Linked DNA regions of Sus scrofa: all the other regions are linked to region 1. Evidence: chromatin contacts called from public Hi-C, HiChIP or PLAC-seq and promoter capture Hi-C data. All regions are on one chromosome and are shown on one strand. The core of a region is the stretch at or near the end of the contact, and the rest is flanking DNA. Distances in the headings are between cores, read along the strand shown.

Region 1 (2,851 bases), core at 181-2,680:
GATCAAAAGCTGGTCAGAACTCATCACAGAAATGAAACCCAGTGGTCTGTCTCTCTCAGAACTGGTTGCAGCGAAAATAGAGAGATTTGACTGCTCGCAATAGAATGGTGGACTTAGTGACTGAGATTGCGACTTGTCCTTTTTCTTGGCATTACAGGTTTTGCCAAAAGAACTTTTTTTGTATCAAATATTGATGTGTGAAAGTGAAGGAGCTAGTCTGCTGAACCAGGAGTAGTTTGAGATATTGAACTATCATTTTTGCACATTTGAATACTTTGCAGGCTGGCTTTGTATAAATGTATCCTCTGGTTTCCTATATGTTGTAAATATTTAGAACATAATTTCATTATAAATAAATGTATAAATATTCTGCTTGTGGTTTCTCTGTTCTTTCTTCCACAACGTATCCATGCACTAAAATTCATAAACTTTTTTGCTCACAGCATACTATAACCCCCATCAGAAAAATACATACCTGGACCCAAGAGTTTGCATTTAGTTCCAAGTTGTTGTTTTTTGTTTTTTTAATTTTTTTCTTTTAGTTCCAAGTGTTTTATGACTTTTCAAAGTAAACCCTGCAAAGTCCAAGTGAAATGTAAAGGATTGTTATGGTGGATGTTTTTCCTTTTCATTTTCTTGCCCTCCTTTATTGAATGTGGTTAAAAGGACTGAGTGAAAGTATTCTTTTTCTTTTTTTGGCTTTTTAGGGCTGCACCCATTGCATATGGAAGTTTCCAGGCTAGGGGGTGAATCGGAGCTGTAGTTGCCGGCCTACACCACAGCCACAGCAGTGCCGAATCTGAGCCACAGTTCGCGGCAACTCTGGATCCTTAACCCACTGAGCAAAGTCAAGGATCGAACCTGTGTCCTTATGGGTGCTAGTTGGGTTCATTCCCACTGAGCCACCACGGGAACTCCAGGAAATATAAGTATTCTTGGAAAAACATGCTTAGAAAGGAAGAAGGATGGGCAGAAGTTGCAACAGAAAATTTTGCCCATATAAAGTTCCTTCTAGTACTTCTATGTGTTACCCACCTAAATACAGGTGAACAGAATTGATAGTGTCTTAATTTATTGCTGTAAAGTCAAAGCCAGGTGCTTTTTTTTGTTACTAAGCAATAACACCTTGGTCCTGTTTGGGGGGGGGGTTGGCAGGTGCCCATTTCCTCATTACATTTGGCCAAATTTGTTTTTCTCATAAATGGTCCTGGGCAAGTTGTTATTGTAGAAGTCTCCAGTGTGCCCCTTATCACATCCTCCTTGCTTGACTTTGGTGTAAATAGTTTTGTGGCAGAGGGGGGCGCTGAGTGTGGCACTCCCCCAGGGCCTTCAGCGATGAGCGGGGTTTGAGGACCTGGCAGGAGATGGTCCTCCCCGGAGGAGGCGGGGCCAGTCCCCTGCGTCACGAGGGCGGCCCCGCCCCTCCTGCTGAGACGCGGGCGCTGCTGGCGCCATCTTCCCCAGCTGCGGGAGGGGTCACAGGTCAGTGCCAGATCCTCGCCGCGAATGAGGAGGACCGAGGACGAAGTGGGTGATCAGACCCGGCAGTGGCCTTAACCTTCCGACGGGTACGAGCAGCGGAGGGGTTGGCTTGTGAGGCGGAAGGGTGGGGGGCTTGATGGCGGCGCGAGGTGCTGCCGGGGGAGGAGAGCAGCCTCCGAGGGGAATGGAGAGGGGGCTGAACCTCCGGGTACCGCGGGCTTGAGAGGAAACCCTGAGGCCTAAGTCCCAAACTGCACTTTCTCACTGGGCTCCCTCCTGCTGTGCCGGCGTCCCAGTCTGCAAAGAAATGCCAAATTTCTTTGTCTCTTTTTATTCTTTTTTGAAAAAAAGTAGTAATTCAGAAAATCTATGATATGTCATGGGTCTGAGCTGCCCTGGAGGGAAGGTGAGGCTACGTGTTGCCTGAGGGTCGCCAGAAAGGGAGCAGGGGTAGGGCACTGGCTCTAGGACTGTCGTCACGGGGTCTCCATCCTGGATTAAATATTTTCTTTCTTTCCAGGTGCCTTTTCCTCCGGGCAGCCCAGGATTCTCCAAGAGGACAATGGATTCTGGAACTCGCCCAGTTGGTAGCTGTAACAGCCCTGCAGGGCTGTCACGGGAATACAAACTAGTGATGCTAGGTGCTGGCGGTGTAGGGAAAAGCGGTAGGTGACATTTTCCATTTTAAAGAAGTAAGAATGAAAAATGCTCACAACAGATGCCCTCCCCGAAAACCAAGTAGGAGACTGTCCTGCAATATTGATACTTGCAGTTCTTTCTGTTGGTCATCTTTGTATTTATTTTAACTTTCGCTTCTTGTTTTAAAGCCATGACCATGCAGTTCATCAGCCACCGATTTCCAGAAGATCATGACCCCACCATTGGTAAGTCAGACTGTCACTTAGGTTTTTCCACTAAACCCCATAAAAAGGCCTTGGTGTCAGTTTTTGAAACAGTTTTAGACCATTTATATTTTGAGCCTTTTGGGTGTCTGGTTTAGATTTACTTAACAAGAATAACATGGCAGTTGATAAGCAAATGACTTTTTTTTCTTAGCTTAACTTTATATGTACATAAGCCATCTTAGTCTGTTTTTTATTAAATATTACTGGGACACTTTGTTTTATTTTTATGGTTGCTCTACTGTATCGTCAGATTAAAGGAAAAGTTTAAAGGCCACTTAACAGAAGGCTTTTGCTATCATTTCTTTAAGGGTCTGATTTGAGACTAACTCTGTAACTATGAGTCAGCTGGTCTGAACTTCCACAAAAGGAAGCAGAAAAACAAGTAGAGCCAGCCTGCTGAACTCTTACAACCCAGACATGCAGAGCCTGGACTTGTTCCACTAGAAGCCCTTCATTTACTTCCT
Region 2 (2,851 bases), core at 175-2,674, 450 kb after region 1:
GAAGACATCTTTTGTTGATAGAAGAGAGATGAGGGAGTGGTTTTATGGAGGGAATGAGGTTAGACAGCCATGTTTGAGCCAACCAGAGATGAAAGCAATGTCCTGGATTCTTTAGGTCAGACAGAAAAGCATAAACTACCTTTGAAGAGCTTACTTTTTAATGAGGAGCTAAAGAAGATTCCTGAAGTTGACAAGGATATACAAGTAGAACTTTCAAAAAGTATGAAGGAATAATGGTGCTAGTGGGAAGGTAGAACATCAGAAATGGTTACAGTGTGGTCATGGTTAGGTAGCATTCGTAACGGTTGTCCGCAGAGCCTTGGTCCTCCAGGATTGGAAGCCAGGGCCTTGAAGAAGAAGGCAGGGTTTGTAAGGCATCGTGCCTCACCTTTTTCCTGCCCTCCACCACCAGCGGTATCTGACCTCAGAGGCAGAAGAACACCACCAGCTCTTCGATCTGATTGAAAGCATGCTAGAATATGAACCTGCTAAGCGGCTGACCTTGGGTGAAGCCCTTCAGCACCCTTTCTTCGCCCGCCTTCGGGCTGAGCCACCTAACGCCAAGTTGTGGGACTCCAGTCGGGATATCAGTCGGTGACGATCAGGCCCTGGGCCCCCCTGCGTTTCTGACAGCAGTGGGTGTCCAGTCCAGGACACTGGTGCTTTTTTATACAAGAGAACAGAACCGGAGCCCACTCCTTCCTCCTGGCTCCGTGTGTACCTGTGAATATGTGAAATAGTGTAAATATGAAAGAACTTAATACCTATTGCTTCAACCCCTGCCTTGTACATAATGCTGTCCCATCTCACACTCTTCCCGCCCTCACCTGCCCCTTCACAGTTGAGTTGGATGGGGGCAGAATGAGGTAACCAGGTGGCATCAATCCCATGTTTTATAAGGAATTTTGTACAGTCTTTGTGAAATAAAATGACGTGCTTCATCGGACCCCCCTCCCTGGAGTTTGAGGTTTGGGGGGATGCTGGGGTGGAGGGATTGTCAACAAAGGGAGTCCCATCTTACCCTGCGACATTAATCATAGGCTGCCAGTTTATCTGCCCAGTCTGTCTCAGGAGAGTAGTAATGAGTAAGGTAAGATTTCTTGGTTAGAATGAAGGGCTAATGAAGCACTTTGATCTGGAATGACGAGTTGGGAAAGAAGTTCCGATTACTATAGCTGTTAGGCCGGGCCCCAGGATAGAGCCAGAAATCCAGATTTAAAACTTACTCAATAGAGCTCCTGGCAGGCGGCCGCCGCCACCTCCACCACCACCGGCGGGTAGGTCTCCCGTCGCAACTCTCCCAAGGCTAGGATAGACTCAGGTTCTGACGCTAGGCCCGCTGGGAGGTGTAGTTCATTAGTTGAGGGACGTCACATGACGTAGGGGCGGTACTTGGCTACCGGCAACGAGAGTTGTCACGTGGGGCACTTCCTTCTTTGCTTTTAGCCGAGACGCAGGCGCAACTCGCGGCTGCTGCGGGGATCCTTGTGACCCTTCCGGTCGGTACAGCCAATCCGTGCACAGAGAAGCGGGGCGGACCGAGAGGAGCGGAGCGGAGGGAGCTCTTGAGAGCCACGGCCGCCGCCACTGCCGCGGCAGGGGCGTGGAGGGCAGGGGGCGGCCCGGGCCGCGGTTGCAAACATGGCTCAAAGCAGAGATGGTGGAAACCCCTTCGCCGAGCCCGGCGAGCTTGACAACCCCTTTCAGGTGACTTGCGCCGGCCTCCTTGGGGCATCCTGGGGGACTTCTCGGTTCTAGAGGGTCGGGCTAACTTGTATTCCCATTCTTGACATTTGATCTGAGCAAGGGCCGCCACGTGGGAGTGACGATCAGTGAGCACCTGGGGGGCGGGCCCTGCCCCCGATAAGGAGCTGGTACTGGCAGTGTGGGGTGAAGGATTGGGAGCAGATACTGGGACAACAACGTGGCCTCCAAGCTGCAGTCCTTGCAGCCACAGGCAATTGAGAAGAGGCTCCTGTGAGTTCCTCCAGAGGCACCAGGTGCCAGCTGAGCCCCAGATCTCTGCCCACAGGACCCAGCTGTGATCCAGCACCGACCCAGCCCGCAGTATGCCACGCTTGACGTCTACAACCCTTTTGAGACCCGGGAGGTGAGATTCTGAAGAGCACAGGAGGGCCAGGAAGATTAGGGTATGCCAACAAGTCCACTCTGTTGGGGTACAGTGGACTTGTTTGCACGCGAAGGAAGGAAGAAGCAGGGTGATCTTAGCTCCCTGAGAAGCCAGTCTTCCATGGGATGTCTGAACCTTCTAAAGACACCAAGACCAAAGATCCATGTGGTTTGAGCTCTAAATATCGGTCCTGGGAGAAAGAACCTGGAGTCTCTTAGTGCCTGAACCAAGGCTCTGTCTAGGGAGGCTTCTTTAGAGATGAAAAGGGATGGGGCTGTTTGGAGTTGAGGAGAAAACGATCTATGCTTAGGTGTACAATTCGAAAGCAAGAAACGAAAGTGACTAGACCTGTTTATCTCGTGGGAATGGAAAATGCTAAGAGTTTTCAGAAGTTAAGGAGGTAGCTGGAGCTCTCCCGTGCTGCAGCTGCAGCAGGTTAAGGATCTGGTGTTGTCACTGCAGCAGCTCAGGGCAGTTTTTTTGTTTTGTTTTGTTTTGTTTTTTTTGTCTTTTTGCCATTTCTTTGGCCGCTCCCACGGCATATGGAGGTTCCCAGGCTAGGGGTCTAATCGGAGCTGTAGCCGCCAGCCTATGCCAGAGCCACAGCCAACAGAGGATCCGAGCTGCATCGCTTAGGTCCATTTTAAGGAGGTAGGTCCAGTAGATGAATGCTTTGAGTTCTGGCTGAGGAACTAGATGCGACTCCAGGTCATAGTAGCC
Region 3 (2,851 bases), core at 127-2,626, 400 kb after region 1:
CATTCCTCCTTTCCCAGCCCCCTCCTCCTACCCACAGTTCAACCTATCTGCAAATGAAAAGCCTCTCTCACTTTATTAAAGCCCCCCCACCCACCCACCCAAAGTCGGCCAGAGGAAATCTTGGAGGAGACCATAGGGTGGAGGACCCGTCCCCCACTCCTCCAATGGCATGTCCTGCTGGGACCTCTGTGCCGTTGGCTGCCCTTAGATCTAATTCACTGGGAAGACTTCCCTTTTAATCTCCATCCCAGTGTAGACACACCCCCTTCTCCTTAGTTCCCCTCAGACAAATGAGAGAGCATTTATAGTAAGAATTACTAGATACTCTAAAAGAATAAAAGAATTAGGAGTTCCCATTGTGGCTTAGCAGTAATGCACGCAAACTAGTATCCATGAGGACACAGGTTCAATCCCTGGCCTTGCTCAGTGGGTTAAGGATCAGGTGCTGCCATGAGCTGTGGTGTAAGTCAGACATGGCTAGGATCAGGTGTTGCTGTGGTTGCAGCTCTAATAAGACCCCTAACCTGGGAACTTCCATATGCCACACTTGTGGCCCTTTAAAAAAAAAAAAAAAAAAGGAATAAAACAATAAGGCAACTTAAGTATCTCAGCAATAGTTCTTGTCCTAGAGCAGGAGTTTCTGATGCACTAGCTTCACCCAAGCCCATCTCAGACTGCCTTCCTCCCAGGTCCCTGCCAAGGTAGCCCCTCATTATTTCTGGATGCCTAATGCCTCACCCCCAGGGCCCTCCACCCTTATTCAAAGCAGTGCGGATGGCCCAAAAGAACCACCAGGCAGGACTACTGGGCTAAGTATACCTGCACCTCCAGAGGGCACCCAGAAACGCTCAGGTAAAACCCTGCTCCCACCCCTGCCAAAAGTCCCCCAAAAGCCAGAGCTGGATCCCACACATGCAGAGAGAGCAAAGACTCTCTCCAGTCATAAATCCCTCACCTCCTTGAGTCGGGCAACAGCATCTCCTATCTCTGGGTGCCCGATGTCCTCCTCAGTCAGCACCTTGACGATCTGGGAGAAGTGCTGGATGAAATCCTGCCTTTCTCGGGCATAAGCGTCCAATTTCTGGTCTCCGTTCATTCTGAGGGAGGAGTAAAATGCTCTGAGGAGAGGGAGGACAAGTCAGAAACCTGAACAGCTGCTCCCCTCCCCAAGGCCCCTCACCCCCACCAAACTCACCGAGGCTCCTCTGTCCACGCTTGGCACCAGCAGCGAGCACTGTGCCATGCCCCCAGGACTGGGCACCCGTGCACCAGGGAGGGCCGCCGTAGGGGACCCAGCCACCTCTCCCGGGGCACCCAGCAGGGGGCTGGCAGCAAGAAGAGCCCCACAGATCTCAGCCAGCGGGACAGGGGCAGCATGGGGGGTGGTACAGGGAAGGGGCACTGAGCACTCCCTGCAGGAGCAAGCACCAAAGGCAGATGCACGTTGGCAGCTCCCCAGGTCACCTCCCCGAACTTTTACCTCCATAGCCAGAAGGCCCCACTTTCTCCTGGTATGAGATTGAGGGCATTTACAGGGAAAAAAAAAAATGTGGGGAACAAAAAGTACAGCTGGGTGACTGAGAATAAACTAACTGCACTTAAAATATGATGGCTAGAACTTGGAGTTTCCTGGTGGCCTAGTGGTTAAGGACCCAGTCTTGTCACTGTTGTGGGCAGGTTGGATCCCTGGCCTAGGAACTTCCACATGCCATAGGTGTCGCCAAAAAGAAAAAAAAGGTGACTAAAACTTATTGCCACCTAACTTTATCCTTTTCAACCATCAATGCCTCCCCTCCAGGGATTCTCTGGAATTGCTACACCCCTGGCTGCTTCCCAAGTCCTGGAGTACAGAGAGAAGAGTCTAGAGTAAAGGAATTCAGAACTGGGGGCTAGGAAGACCCTTAAATCAACCTATTTTATATAAGTCAAGCTGAGCCTCTAGGAGGTAGGAAGATACCTAGGACGTGGGTACCAAACCTAGAATCCAGGTCTTCCCAGTAGCCAGAAAGAGGGGTACAGAGTCTGTGAGATGAAGAGACATGAAACAGGAACCCCTGGGTGCTATGGACATGTGGTCTGAGGCTCTGGGACTGGGTGTCCTAAGCCTTTACAGACTAGAACTATGCAGACAACCTCAGAACAACAGTGGGCAGGTGGGGAGAGTTCGCAGTAGAAGAGCAAACCAATGTGCAGTTACACTGAGGGTTCCAGGAAAGCACAGGACAGGGATGGGAGTTTTTCACATCCATGAGGTTAGCCAGTCGGTCCCACCAACCCCCAAAGCGGGGGAACTCCAGCACAACGTACTGGTCCTCCTGTGCCTCAAAGTATCACTACAGAAGTAAGGCTGAGTTTCTAACCCGTGCCTCCACTCCCTGCCCGAGACCTCTCTCACCTGTTCCTGGATGCCGGTTGTGGATCCAGAGAATTGCTGGGGTATGCCTAAAAACCGGACTCCTCAACGCTCAGCTCTCTGGGACTAGTAGTTCTCCATCTCTTTTCGCTATAGGCAGAAAGGCCCAGTAAACTACAATTCCCGGCATGCCACGGGAGGGACAACTACAACGCAATCTAGCGTGTACTGGCAGGGTGGAGACGAGCCACTCTGATTGGATGTTTTCCCTCGTATGAGTATGAGGCCCTGTAACCCACAGCCAATGGAAGTGCAGCACCCCGGGGCCCACAGCTAGAAGGAGGTAGAGTGGGCCAAGATTAGAGGCTGCTGTGGCAAATGGGAAGCAGGCTGGGAGTTTCCTACGCTCCCAGCTGTTGCCTTTACTACATTTCAGTTTTCATTATCTTCCTGTGCAATTGAGTGGCACATTACTAAAACTCCAGAAGGACCACTTAA
Region 4 (2,851 bases), core at 233-2,732, 360 kb before region 1:
TATGTGTATACATATATGTATGTAGTATGCAATAGATATATATGCTTGAGCATTGCATAGAATGTTTTTAGGAAGGATACATAAGCTGGTAATAGCGGTTGTCTCAAGGAAGGACCCAGGTTGCAGAGGAGAAGGGGTGATAATCCTTTGGTACCTTACGAATATTATACCATGTGCATTTATTTTTAGTCAAATAATTTTAGGATTAGGCTAAAAAAAAAAACCCAAATCAAAAAGTGCATTCAGTGGAGTTCCCGTCGTGGCGCAGTGGTTAACGAATCCGACTAGGAACCATGAGGTTGTGGGTTCGATCCCTGCCCTTGCTCAGTGGGTTAACGATCCGGCGTTGCTGTGAGCTGTGGTGTAGGTTGCAGACGTGGCTCGGATCCCGCGTTGGTGTGGCTCTGGCGTAGGCCAGTGGCTACAGCTCCGATTCAACCCCTAGCCTGGGAACCTCCATATGCCGCGGGAGCGGCCCAAGAAGTAGCAACAATAACAACAACAACAACAACAAAAAGGCAAAAGACAAAAAAAAAAAAAAAAAGTGCATTCAGGAGTTCCCATCGTGGCGCAGTGGTTAACGAATCTGACTAGGAACCATGAGGTTGCGGGTTCGATCCCTGCCCCTGCTCAGTGGGTTAACAATCCGACTGTGAGCTGTGGTGTAGGTTGCAGACTCAGCTTGGATCCTGCGCTGCTGTGGCTCTGGCATAGGCCGGCAGCTACAGCTCTGATTTGACCCCTAGCCTGGGAACCTCCCATATGCCGCTGGAGTGGCCCAAGAAATGGCAAAAAGACAAAAAAAAAAAAAAGCATTTGTTTAGCCAGACATCAACTCCCTTTGAAAAATACTGCTTTCATTTTCTATTTTCTGAAGTTTCTTTTCTCAACCATAAAATTGTGAGCTCTTCCAGACAAGAATGTGCATACCTGGAAACTCAGTAAATAGTAATAATTGACAAAAAGTTCCCTCTGAGGTGTGCTATCCCCTGCCCCCACCGCCCCACATTCCTTCAAATTTCCTCTGTGCCTTCCCTGCCTCAGAGTCGTTTTGCAGATTCCATTTGAATCTTGAATCCAGACAACATGCCCACTTACAGCTTAGTTTAGTGGGACAGTTGGGTAGGAGAGGTTGGGAATATTTGGGAATATGTCTGCCAATCTAGGCCAGGATGACTTGCTTGCCAGCTCAGTTGGGGATGATGAACAATGCTTAACTTTTTTTTTTTTTTCCCTTTTTTGCCACACGGTCAGTGTGCGGAAATTCCTGGGCCAGGGATCGAACCTACGCCGCACAGCAGCAACCAGAGCCACAGCAGTGAGAACATAGGATTCTCAACGCGCTAGGCCATCAGAGAACTCTCCGCTTAACCTTTCTGATTCTATTCTCACGCAAGCCTAAATCTGAGTTAAGGGAGGCGGTCTCTTTAAGAACTGCTGTGATGGCCCCGCCCTTTAAAGAGATCAGCTGAATCTCTGAGTCATATGACCCAGCGTCTCTTCCGCCCTCTGAAGTTAGAACTGCATGGGTAGCTGTGAGGAGCCCTGCCGGGGTTGGGGGCACTATGTCCCCAGCCCCGTGCTCCTCCTGAGTCTACTTCTGACAGCAGCTCCTTTTGGCCTGCTGGGGGAGGAAACCCGCCAGGTGAGGGACTAGAGCAATCCTGTTTCAGGATGTGCTGCCTTGAAGGGTGGTTGGAATCTAGGATAACCGAGAGGTGGGGGTGGAGGGTGCTTGCATTGAGAAGAGTTTCTTCAACCCTGGGGGTGGGGACAGCCATGGATCATGGGACAGAATTGAGAAGTAGGATGTATGAGGGCTTCCTGTCTTCCCGGGAAATCTGAACTCTGACTTAGCCCTGAGTAAGCCAGATCCAGGCAAGTATTGGATTTTTTTTTTTTTTTTCTTCTCTCAGCCCTGTGTCCTTATCTCTCCACTAGAGTCAAGGCCGTTTTCTCTACCCACCTCTCCTTACAGCAGGAATCTCTTAGCTCCCACAAGCATTGCTCTTGCCTAGGCCCCAAGGTCCCACCGTTTCCCCATCATTTCCCAAGCCCCCTTCCCTGTCCCCAAACATCTGCCCTGTGTCTCTCCCTGATCCTGTTCCCTTGACCCTCCCACTACTCCATGTTCTAGGTGTCTCTGGAGGTCATCTCTGACGGGCTGGACCCTCCCCAGAACCTGCTTCATATCCATGCAGTGGGTACCAACTCCACACTGCACTATGTGTGGAGCAGCCTAGGGCCCCCAGCAGTGCTACTAGTGGCCACCAATACCCCCCACAGCACCCTGCGTGTGAACTGGAGCCTCCTGATCTCCTCTGACCCTGAAGGGAGCTTGATGGTGCTCCCCAAAGACAGCATCCAATTTTCTTCTGCCGTTGTCTTTACCAGGGTGAGGAGGTTGGGGGAAACCGAAGGGAATCAGTACAGAGGAGAGACTTCATTTGAGTTAGAGAAACTGAAGACTGGGGGTAGATGAAATAGAGGTATGAGAGCCGGGGGTGGGGGGCAGTGACTTGGGGGGTGGTGACTCAGGAGAAACCTGGACTCTGGCAAGCCCAGTCCCTCCTCACCCCCACCCGCCAGCTGTTTGAATTTGACAGCACCAACACATCCGATGCAGTGACAAAGCCTCCAAGAAAATCGTATCCTCCGTATTCCTTGGCTGAGTTCTCTTGGAACAACATCACTGATTCATTGGATCCTGCCACCCTGAGTGCCACATTTCGAGGCCACCCCATTCACGACCCTACCGGGGCTTTTGCCAATGGCAGCTTGGCCCTCAGGGTAAGGGTATGGGGAATCAGAACTCAAAAGGCTGGTTGATAAGGGTGGGAGTTGATGAGGG

The links. Promoter capture Hi-C pulls out the DNA fragments that hold promoters and counts their contacts. A called contact is a pair of places that touch in the nucleus more often than the background predicts. HiChIP or PLAC-seq counts read pairs in DNA pulled down with a chosen protein or histone mark.
Region 2: an H3K27ac HiChIP or PLAC-seq map of skeletal muscle shows a contact between it and region 1, with 2.9 times the contacts expected there. The contact joins the promoter of SCAMP3 here to the promoter of RIT1 in region 1. A contact is called at or near these places in 1 of 5 promoter capture datasets (fetal liver) and 2 of 2 datasets of contacts at active chromatin or transcription factors (alveolar macrophages and skeletal muscle).
Region 3: a contact with region 1 is called in a Hi-C map of embryonic fibroblasts, with 2.2 times the contacts expected there. The contact joins the promoter of FDPS here to the promoter of RIT1 in region 1. A contact is called at or near these places in 2 of 5 promoter capture datasets (fetal liver and liver) and 1 of 47 Hi-C or Micro-C datasets (embryonic fibroblasts).
Region 4: a promoter capture Hi-C map of fetal liver shows a contact between it and region 1, with 3 times the contacts expected there. The contact joins the promoter of GLMP here to the promoter of RIT1 in region 1. A contact is called at or near these places in 1 of 5 promoter capture datasets (fetal liver) and 1 of 2 datasets of contacts at active chromatin or transcription factors (alveolar macrophages).

The regions. Positions count from the first base shown.
Region 1 is chr4:94,116,291-94,119,141 of Sscrofa11.1, forward strand. It overlaps RIT1 (Ras like without CAAX 1), which reads left to right and starts at 1,431. Exons shown (of 6, transcript NM_001077230.2): 1 at 1,431-1,568; 2 at 2,003-2,147; 3 at 2,310-2,366. The coding sequence starts at 2,045. KIAA0907 (UPF0469 protein KIAA0907 homolog) reads left to right here. Exons shown (of 15, transcript XM_001928648.6): 15 at 1-372.
Region 2 is chr4:94,569,139-94,571,989 of Sscrofa11.1, forward strand. SCAMP3 (secretory carrier membrane protein 3) reads left to right here and starts at 1,425. Exons shown (of 9, transcript NM_001185169.1): 1 at 1,425-1,707; 2 at 2,033-2,110. The coding sequence starts at 1,642. It overlaps CLK2 (dual specificity protein kinase CLK2), which reads left to right. Exons shown (of 12, transcript XM_021089727.1): 12 at 413-946. The coding sequence ends at 598.
Region 3 is chr4:94,512,318-94,515,168 of Sscrofa11.1, forward strand. FDPS (farnesyl diphosphate synthase) reads right to left here and starts at 1,377. Exons shown (of 10, transcript NM_001185131.1): 1 at 1,196-1,377; 2 at 956-1,118. The coding sequence starts at 1,377.
Region 4 is chr4:93,757,457-93,760,307 of Sscrofa11.1, forward strand. GLMP (glycosylated lysosomal membrane protein) reads left to right here and starts at 1,483. Exons shown (of 5, transcript XM_005663295.3): 1 at 1,483-1,645; 2 at 2,590-2,790. The coding sequence starts at 1,526.